3 separate regions of the Mus musculus genome follow, and regions 1 and 3 are each linked to region 2. Evidence: chromatin contacts called from public Hi-C and capture Hi-C data. All regions are on one chromosome and are shown on one strand. The core of a region is the stretch at or near the end of the contact, and the rest is flanking DNA. Distances in the headings are between cores, read along the strand shown.

Region 1 (2,700 bases), core at 53-2,552, 460 kb after region 2:
AGGGTGGTCACACGATAAAAGGAAATCACCTATTTCTTTGAGAAGTTGATGTGCCCAGAGTGAATTAGGCAGTTTAAGTGATTGGCTTTTGGTTAGTCAAAGGTAGGCTCAGTAAAGCTGGAGTCTTTGCTCTAGGCTGTAATTTATAGAAGGATCAATCACATGTCCAGACGCAGCTAAGACTCAAGGCTAGTCTCCACTACTCTGCCATCAAAAATAGAGCAAGTTTCTCATCTTCTACGAGCCTGTCTTTTCTCATTTGACACTGCATTTTCTCCAAACACTAGTATTTAGTGTTTGTAACAAATGATCGATCACCTTTCATATGTCAAGTGCTGTACTATATCTATCCCAGGATGTGGTGTGTTGACAGGAAGACACAGGCAAGTGACAATTTAAAAAGCACTGTCAAACACCACAGGTTTGACAATGTTGTGTTAGTTTGATAGTTTTTCCTTCTTAGCATTCATGTGCTCAATGTCTCCAGGGAGCAGTTTGAATATGCATCCTTCCTGTTTGTCTCACAACATGATGACACTGCTTTCATTTGTTTACTGTGGAGCTATGACTGAAAAAAAAAAACCAAAAACTAAATATGTGGGCTGCAAGCATTGGGTGCAAGCCAGGGCCAAAACCTTTTTTGCAAAGATGTAAATCCCTAAGAAGGGTGGCATTTGATGTTGTTTATAAACTAAATATCCAAGCTATATATAAATGAACCATTTCTTTCTTTGGATTCAGTTGAAACCCTGAAATTTACCAGCTCAGCACATATATTGTCTTAAGGGTACTGCCGCCATGGTATATTGCCTCCAGAGTGAGACAGCTGAATAGGTAGTACATTTTTTTTCTAACAGTAAGTGTTTTTATCAAGACATTGTGGGTGGGTGTAAACAGACACACACACTCACACACAAATGCACACATACAAATGCATATACATGAGCAATTCTAGTGGTGCAGTGTTATATATTTACATTACAGCTAGAATCACACATAGTTCTATACAAGCAACAGAGGAAGAAAAGCAATATAATCCTCAAGGGAGCTAGCTACAACAGATCCCTTGGGCAGCTGAAAAGCCAATTCCCTTTTGCTTTTCTTCTGATGCTCCCAAGCATCTGCTTGAAGCTGGCTTCCTCATCCTCATCTGTGGACCCTCCCAGTTACTCCTGCACATCAGCCGCTTCGAAGGGAGCAGAGCCGGCTGGCTCCTCCTGAGCTGGCGTAACGCCATCTGTGTTCAGCAGAGTTTGGCGACTTTTACAAGGAGTAGAGCACTGGCTTGTTTCCTGTTTTGGATTCATATTTGACAGTAGTTCACCGGAAATGACAAACCCAGGAGCCACTAAAACCTCTGGGTCCCTCTCCTCCAGAAGTATTACATCCTGGCACCTGGCCAGACCCAAAACTACTATCTCACTGGTTTAAACACTCGAGTGTAGATTGGACTGGGACAGAATAATTATGTGTTAGTTTCATACCTCAGGAGTCTGGCAGAGGAAGATCCTAGAAGCATACTCTATCTACTTCCTTTTTTTTTTTTTTTTTTCAGGTTTTGGCCTGCTCACAGGCACAGTGTATAAATCTCCTCAGAGCATATCATGTGGCCAAACACCACTTTCAAGCTGTATTTTCAAGTAGATATATGTACTCTATCGACAATTTTAGAAAATATGAATGTCTGACTTAGTTAGTAATAATAATACTTTCATGGAATGATTACACGATTTGCCTGAATGAGAAATCATCATATGACTATCAATTTCTTCATCTCCAAAATATGATAATTCTGGCATTATTTTTATCCTCAGAGGTACCTAAGTATTAGGACATATACGGAGGACATTGCCTTCATTATTCCCCATAGGCAAACAACACTTAGCTGCTATAGGCACTGGCTTGTCCAAAGAAATGGCCTCTGCATCTAAGAGCATCAAAGTCTTGGGATCAGACGACAATCAGTCGGGAAAGAAGACTATGATCCATGCTGGCAGATAACCAGGAGGAAATGGGAATGCGCCGGACTATGATCCATGCTGGCACATAACCAGGAGGAAATGGGAATGCGCCGGACTATGACCCATGCTGGCACATAACCAGGAGGAAATGGGAATGCGCCGGACTATGATCCATGCTGGCACATAACCAGGAGGAAATGGGAATGCGCCGGACTATGATCCATGCTGGCACATAACCAGGAGGAAATGGGAATGCGCCGGACTATGATCCATGCTGGCACATAACCAGGAGGAAATGGGAATGCGCCGGACTATGATCCATGCTGGCACATAACCAGGAGGAAATGGGAATGCGCCGGACTATGACCCATGCTGGCACATAACCAGGAGGAAATGGGAATGCGCCGGACTATGATCCATGCTGGCACATAACCAGGAGGAAATGGGAATGCACTGGACTATGATCCATGCTGGCAGATAACCAGGAGGAAATGGGAATGCGCCGGACTATGATCCATGCTGGCACATAACCAGGAGGAAATGGGAATGCGCCGGACTATGATCCATGCTGGCACATAACCAGGAGGAAATGGGAATGCGCCGGACTATGATCCATGCTGGCACATAACCAGGAGGAAATGGGAATGCGCCGGACTATGATCCATGCTGGCACATAACCAGGAGGAAATGGGAATGCGCCGGACTATGATCCATGCTGGCACATAACCAGGAGGAAATG
Region 2 (2,704 bases), core at 157-2,656:
ACATACATACAGACAGACACACCTATGCTGGGTATTTTGCTATCTTTATAATTGAAAGATGGATCTAGCAACTAACTGCCAAACAGATCCCAGAAGGTTTTTCATTCAGGGACCACTAGGGACTAAGCAGCACACTTTATATGTGCAAAATGCTTTTTCCCTGGGATATTTTTATGGCAAAAACAATCTTATTTGGATAGAATATAGATTCATAAGAAAATGCTTCTATTTGTATGACATGGAGACTGGTGCAATTATTTGCAATTTATACACACTTGTCAAATATGTACTCAAGTTCGTACTTTACATTTCGTACTTGAGCAGTCCTTTGACTTTGGAGGCCTAATTCCCTAGCAAGTGAATGAAGGCCTGGCATACTGGGTATGACCTCAGTGCTGGTACTGAGTCACGCTTCTGCGCCTCCTGTCTTCAGCCACCTCCATTTGGAATAGTGAGCCAGGACATTAACATATGTACTATTAGAGCCGTAGGTGCCTGTCTGGGAGTACAAGATAGCTGATGCCATTGAAGGCTTGCCTAGGGAAGGGAGCCTGTGACACCTCTCGCCACCACTGAAATGCTTCAGATGATTTGGAGCTGAACCCAGTGATTGGGGAGCTAAAGAGGAGGGGTGTAAGGAGATTGTTTTTCCCCTTTCTCTCTGTCTCTGTCTCTCTGTCTGTCTCTCTGTCTGTCTCTCTGTCTCTGTCTCTGTCTCTCTGTCTCTGTCTCTCTGTCTGTCTGTCTGTCTCTCTGTCTGTCTCTCTGTCTCTCTGTCTGTCTCTCTGTCTGTCTCTCTGTCTGTCTCTCTCTGTCTCTCTCTGTCTCTGTCTCTCTCTGTCTCTCTCTCTCTCTCCCTCTCTCTCTCTCTCTCTCTCTCTCTCTCTCTCTCTCCCCCTCTCTCTCTTTCTCATCCTTTAAAGGAGTATGGTACGGTAAAAGGTTAGGGTGACAGCTATGTAAGAAAACAAGGCAGGTGTCTGTTGGGGACAAAGGTTGGGAGAAAATGCTAAGCACATTCAGTAATCTAATTTAGGTTACAACGAATCTCAAAGGCTGCTGAGAGTGTCCCTTGGCAGCTGATGCCTGGCTTTCCTGTTTTGAGCAGAGAGGGGCAGGGAGAGGGTAACAGGGTATCACTCTGTTGGAGGGACATTGCTCATGTTGCTTTGGTGTCCTTCCCTCTAGTCCATTTTCAGACTTCACCAATCAAGCAAAGGGCTGCTTCAAATCTAGTGTGCAACCAAACCAAACCAAACCAAACCAAACCAAACCAAACCAAATCAAAACAAAACAAAAAAAGATTCATAGAAAAATGTTTTCTAGGAAAGGCAAAACCCAGAAACCAAGAGTCAGCTCACTGTAGCACTTCTGTTGCATAAGCAGGGTTCAAGTGCAGAGTATTAATCACTGAGAACAGTTCACAAATTATTTGTGTTCCGATGAGACAGGCCCTCAGTCTCCTTCCTTCTCACTGTTTGGACTTGGTCCATCTCACTCCTTCTTCAGCATTGAGAGTAGAAAGGACATTTAAATGTGCCAATTTTCTCCTTGTGGGAAGCCTCACTCATGTGTTGAGCAAGGAGAGAGATTTATATTGTTACAGAGAAGAAGGCTTGGGGGAAGGTTCAAGGCCTTAATTTGTTCATAGGGAATGCTATCATCTACCACCGTTTATATTTGAGACTTGAACACACCAGGCAGGTTGTAGAAGTAAAAAAGTGTGGCTAAAAGCCTGCACTTGACTTCTTCATCTAGTTCAGTTCAATTTATTGCCCCCCCCCCCAAAATTATCAAACCTATTCTCAGAGGAGAAGTATTTTCTGTGACCACAAGGAAACATCTGTGAGGTCAAACCTGAGCCAGTCAGAACATTTAGCATGTGAGGTTTAGATTTCAGGAGAAGAAAATTAATCAAGGAAACCCTTAAAGCTATGAAGAAGGCAAATCAGAAAAGTCTCTTATCGCTGGCAAGCTGAGGCTCTGAGTTCATATTAATTAAGACATGTCAGACTCCACAATGAATCAAGTAGGGAGTGTCATATTCTGGTAACTTTGGAAGCCAGTGTCAGTCCTGACCGCCAGGATTTATGGTAGATTATATAATGGAATCTTGAGTTCTGAGACATCAAAGGAAAGTTCTGGCTCTTTCCTCATGCACTCTCTTAGGTCAAGCCTACCCAGCAACAAGCCAAGCGGAGGGCTGAGCTCGTAGAGACTGCCAAACCTGATAATGCATAACTAGAGAGTAGCTATGGAGGGGAAAAATGTGGACTGAAGTCAGGTAAAGACTGCCAGGCAACTTGGTTAACGTCCACAGTCCAGTTCTGCTCAACAGCAGCCAATCGCTGGCTTTGTGTAGTGATTTAGAACCAGTCTAAAACACTAGGGCAGAAGAAGTAAACTTTATTACCAAGGTGGTTGCATGCTCGTGCAAACGTTCTCCACATCAGTATCATCTGTGATTGTGTCTAATTCTGAGTATCTACAGGGAGCGGATTTTACTCTCTTTCTTACAGGCGTGGGCAGAAGTGCTGGAGGAAGCCTGTACCATCTGAGGGAACACCTGGGAAAGGTTTCTTTCATTTTTCTCCCCTCCAGCGTACACACGCTCCCCACTGAAAGGCCAATGCTTTCTATCACTTGGGATTCATCAAGTTTATATGTTTGTATCATCTTAATTTTAGCAGGACACAGGAACGAA
Region 3 (2,700 bases), core at 25-2,524, 490 kb after region 2:
GTGGGGTGTGGAGGTCAGAGATGGCTCAGGTGGACAGAGCTAAGGACCTTCTCCACCTCTCTCTCCGTGGCATCTCCAGCCTGTACTTTATGAAACCCAACCATATGCCCATAACTGTGAGCCAGTGGGGGTTCCCTGTTTCTGGGTCCTATGGAATAGTAACAGATTACAAAGGACTTCTGCTCCTGATGGCAATTGGGGTTCCATCTGCACAAGATGGCGGCTGGATCCTGCTGTGCCTGAACAGTGAGTTTCCTTTCAGAGAAGAACGAAGGGCACCTTTAACCTTGACACAGATAACAACATGTGTCTTGGTTCTGAAACACTGAAAATGACTGCTCTTATAAAGACAAAAAAAATGCCAACCAAAACGAAGGTTATCTTTATTGTAAACAATAACCCTGCCGCTTGAAACCTTTATTTAGACTGAAGGTATAATCTTCAGTTTATGTGGGTTGTTTTATAACTTGACTACTTTAATAAACTGATTTGGGAAAGCTTTTAAGCAGATCTTTGTAACAAAGATCATTAAAATAAAGACAAATAAGGACAAACAATAAGAGGTCCATAATGGGTGGAATAAGAGAAGGCCTTTCTCAAAAGCCCTAAGTAGGTTATTGGCAACTATGGAGGAAAGGGGAATCATATAAAAGCTATTAAAATGTGTGGCAGCAAGCTGCTGCTCTCTGCTGTTAAATACCTGAATGCAGCTATTGTCTGATGCACTGCAGCAGATAACAAATCTAAGTGGATGATTTTTTTTTTTAAATAATGTGGATAACTTTAACAGTTGATTTTTTTTTTAAAGGCATGATTTTTCCCCCATGTGGTTGCAACTTACAGTGACTATTTCAGTACAAACAGATAGCCTACATTTCCCTCATAGATTTATACCCCACTAGGGAAAAGTGGGAAAGGCAACTCATTTTTAAAAATAAAACAATGGGAAAGAAACTCACAAATTGTAAACACATGCAGGAGGGCTCTGTAAGACTAGGCTCTTCAGTTAATGGGGTGATGAATTTGGGATAAACTGTCTCACAGATTTAGATAGCCCCAAAGCTCACATGCATCTCTACTAGCCCTACAAAACCAATGAAACTGAAGGCCAGCGGGTTGGGCAAGTCCCAAACAAGTCCCTGAACATACGTTGCAATCCTGAATCCACTTGGTGACTTCATCATCAGCGATATCCTTGTTAGTGGCTGCCTTCAACAGTACACTGGTCTGTTCCTCTTGTCTCTGGATGGCAGAGGCACACTGCTTTGAGTAGTCCTTGTATCTCTGCCAGAGCTGAAGGAGGGCCTTGCTGGAGTGCAGCTGTTCAGCGATCTCTTCCAGTAAGTTATTCCATCTGCAAGCAACAGCGAGCACTTAGGGCAGACTCATATCTCTTACCAAAGGCTATCACTTACTATTTTATTTGTCTTCATCATGGTTCATGTGAACATGGGCATAGCAAAACAATGACTCATGTCTATTTAACATAATAAAGGCTAATGTGTCACATTCATATTCCAAGGGGATGAAAACTATCCTTGGGACTATGGAAGTCCTGATCCTTCCTAAATGTCTTCTTTGTGGTTATTTTTCATTAAATTCGGTTTATAAAAAGAAAAACAACCAAAACATTAGTAGAGTAGACTCTTTAGATCTACAGCTGAGAATGCTGTAAGAGTAGCTGGTCCCATACCTCATATTGACTTCTTGCAGAGTACTGGAGAGGGTTTCTGCCACAGGTGGGTGACACTCCTTCAATAGTTGGTTGGTGATAGAGCCAAATTTCTGTAAGCCTCCTTCCTGTTTTTCTAGTTCATCATGAAGATTCTGCTCAAAGAAAGAGAACCACAGGTGACAAACAGGAACTAATGAGCAAGTTTAAAATGGACAGGCATGTGCTACTCCACTGCTGTTAAAAAGATAACTTCTTATAGTTCTGTTCGTGTGACTGCATGAGAGGAGAGTCACAGCAACTGAGCCCCCTTCTGCACATGGACTCTTCTTTAGAAGCCCATGAAGGATGTCCTTGCTTAGGGAAGATGCTGTAGCAGCGGTCCAGGCACTGTCTGCCACACTGTGGCTCTTTTTGCCAAAACAAGGGTGCCAGGTCAGTAGCACGGAGAGTGGTTCTCCCAGTAACTGATGAAGAAGACAGCCAATCTCAGCTTTTCTGAGGACCACTTCTAAGTTCTACCTCATGCAAAGAATTTTCCAGGTCTACATTAAAAAAAAAAAAAAAAACTCACAGAAAGTAACTGTACATATCCATAGGACAATTGAATAAGTGTTCAAAAACATTCATATCTGTTTATATTGTAGGATGGTTAAGTTAATCTAATTAACAGACCATCACCTCACATATTTAATAACTTTTGTCTAGCCCACTTCTCATCCTTCCTAATGCTGAGACCCTTTAATATAGTTCCTTATGTTGTGGTGACCCCCAACCATAAAATTATTTTCATTGCTATTTCATAAGTATAATTTTTGCTACAATTATGAAACTTAATGTAAATATGTGTTTTCTGATGGTCTTACACAACCCTTGTGAAAGGGTTGTTTGACCCTGTCAGGAGTCATGACTCACAGGTTGAGAACCACTTGTCTACAACTGTGAAAACTCATAGAGTACAATACTGGGAGAGAGATAGTTATGAAAAGGAGAGATGTGGACCCATGGAGACCAGTTTCAGCTAGGTG

The links. Hi-C and Micro-C count contacts between places; a contact is called where the count stands out from the background. Capture Hi-C pulls out chosen DNA fragments and counts their contacts.
Region 1: a contact with region 2 is called in a Hi-C map of uterus, with 2.4 times the contacts expected there. The contact joins two enhancer-like sites. A contact is called at or near these places in 2 of 15 datasets of contacts at CTCF or cohesin (the NIH/3T3 cell line and pro-B cells), 5 of 484 Hi-C or Micro-C datasets (bone marrow-derived macrophages, large pre-B cells, muscle stem cells and 1 more), 6 of 115 datasets of contacts at active chromatin or transcription factors (the 230-238 cell line, bone marrow-derived macrophages, double positive thymocytes and 3 more) and 3 of 9 other capture datasets (liver, macrophages and pancreatic islet).
Region 3: a contact with region 2 is called in a capture Hi-C map of macrophages, with 4 times the contacts expected there. The contact joins two enhancer-like sites. A contact is called at or near these places in 7 of 39 promoter capture datasets (the 3T3-L1 cell line, cranial neural crest, embryonic stem cells and 4 more), 1 of 15 datasets of contacts at CTCF or cohesin (pro-B cells), 2 of 484 Hi-C or Micro-C datasets (nephron progenitors and ventricular fibroblasts), 4 of 115 datasets of contacts at active chromatin or transcription factors (the 230-238 cell line, bone marrow-derived macrophages and large pre-B cells) and 3 of 9 other capture datasets (adipose tissue, macrophages and pancreatic islet).

The regions. Positions count from the first base shown.
Region 1 is chr10:5,078,794-5,081,493 of GRCm38.p6, forward strand. All of the region lies in intron 127 of Syne1 (spectrin repeat containing, nuclear envelope 1), which reads right to left. Among named protein-coding and RNA genes, the nearest start is that of Gm51757, 250 kb to the right of the region's middle. Within about 2 kb of position 1,303, at least 70 of the 459 cell types and tissues checked have an H3K27ac peak or open chromatin away from gene starts, as enhancers often do. A contact at or near this core is called in pro-B cells and uterus, where this site is marked.
Region 2 is chr10:4,616,710-4,619,413 of GRCm38.p6, forward strand. It overlaps a transcript of Esr1 not described here. Among named protein-coding and RNA genes, the nearest start is that of Esr1, 92 kb to the right of the region's middle. Within about 2 kb of position 1,407, at least 53 of the 459 cell types and tissues checked have an H3K27ac peak or open chromatin away from gene starts, as enhancers often do. A contact at or near this core is called in adipose tissue, pro-B cells and uterus, where this site is marked.
Region 3 is chr10:5,109,682-5,112,381 of GRCm38.p6, forward strand. It overlaps Syne1 (spectrin repeat containing, nuclear envelope 1), which reads right to left. Exons shown (of 146, transcript NM_001347711.1): 117 at 1,694-1,827; 118 at 1,150-1,354. Among named protein-coding and RNA genes, the nearest start is that of Gm51757, 220 kb to the right of the region's middle. Within about 2 kb of position 1,275, at least 31 of the 459 cell types and tissues checked have an H3K27ac peak or open chromatin away from gene starts, as enhancers often do. A contact at or near this core is called in adipose tissue, where this site is marked.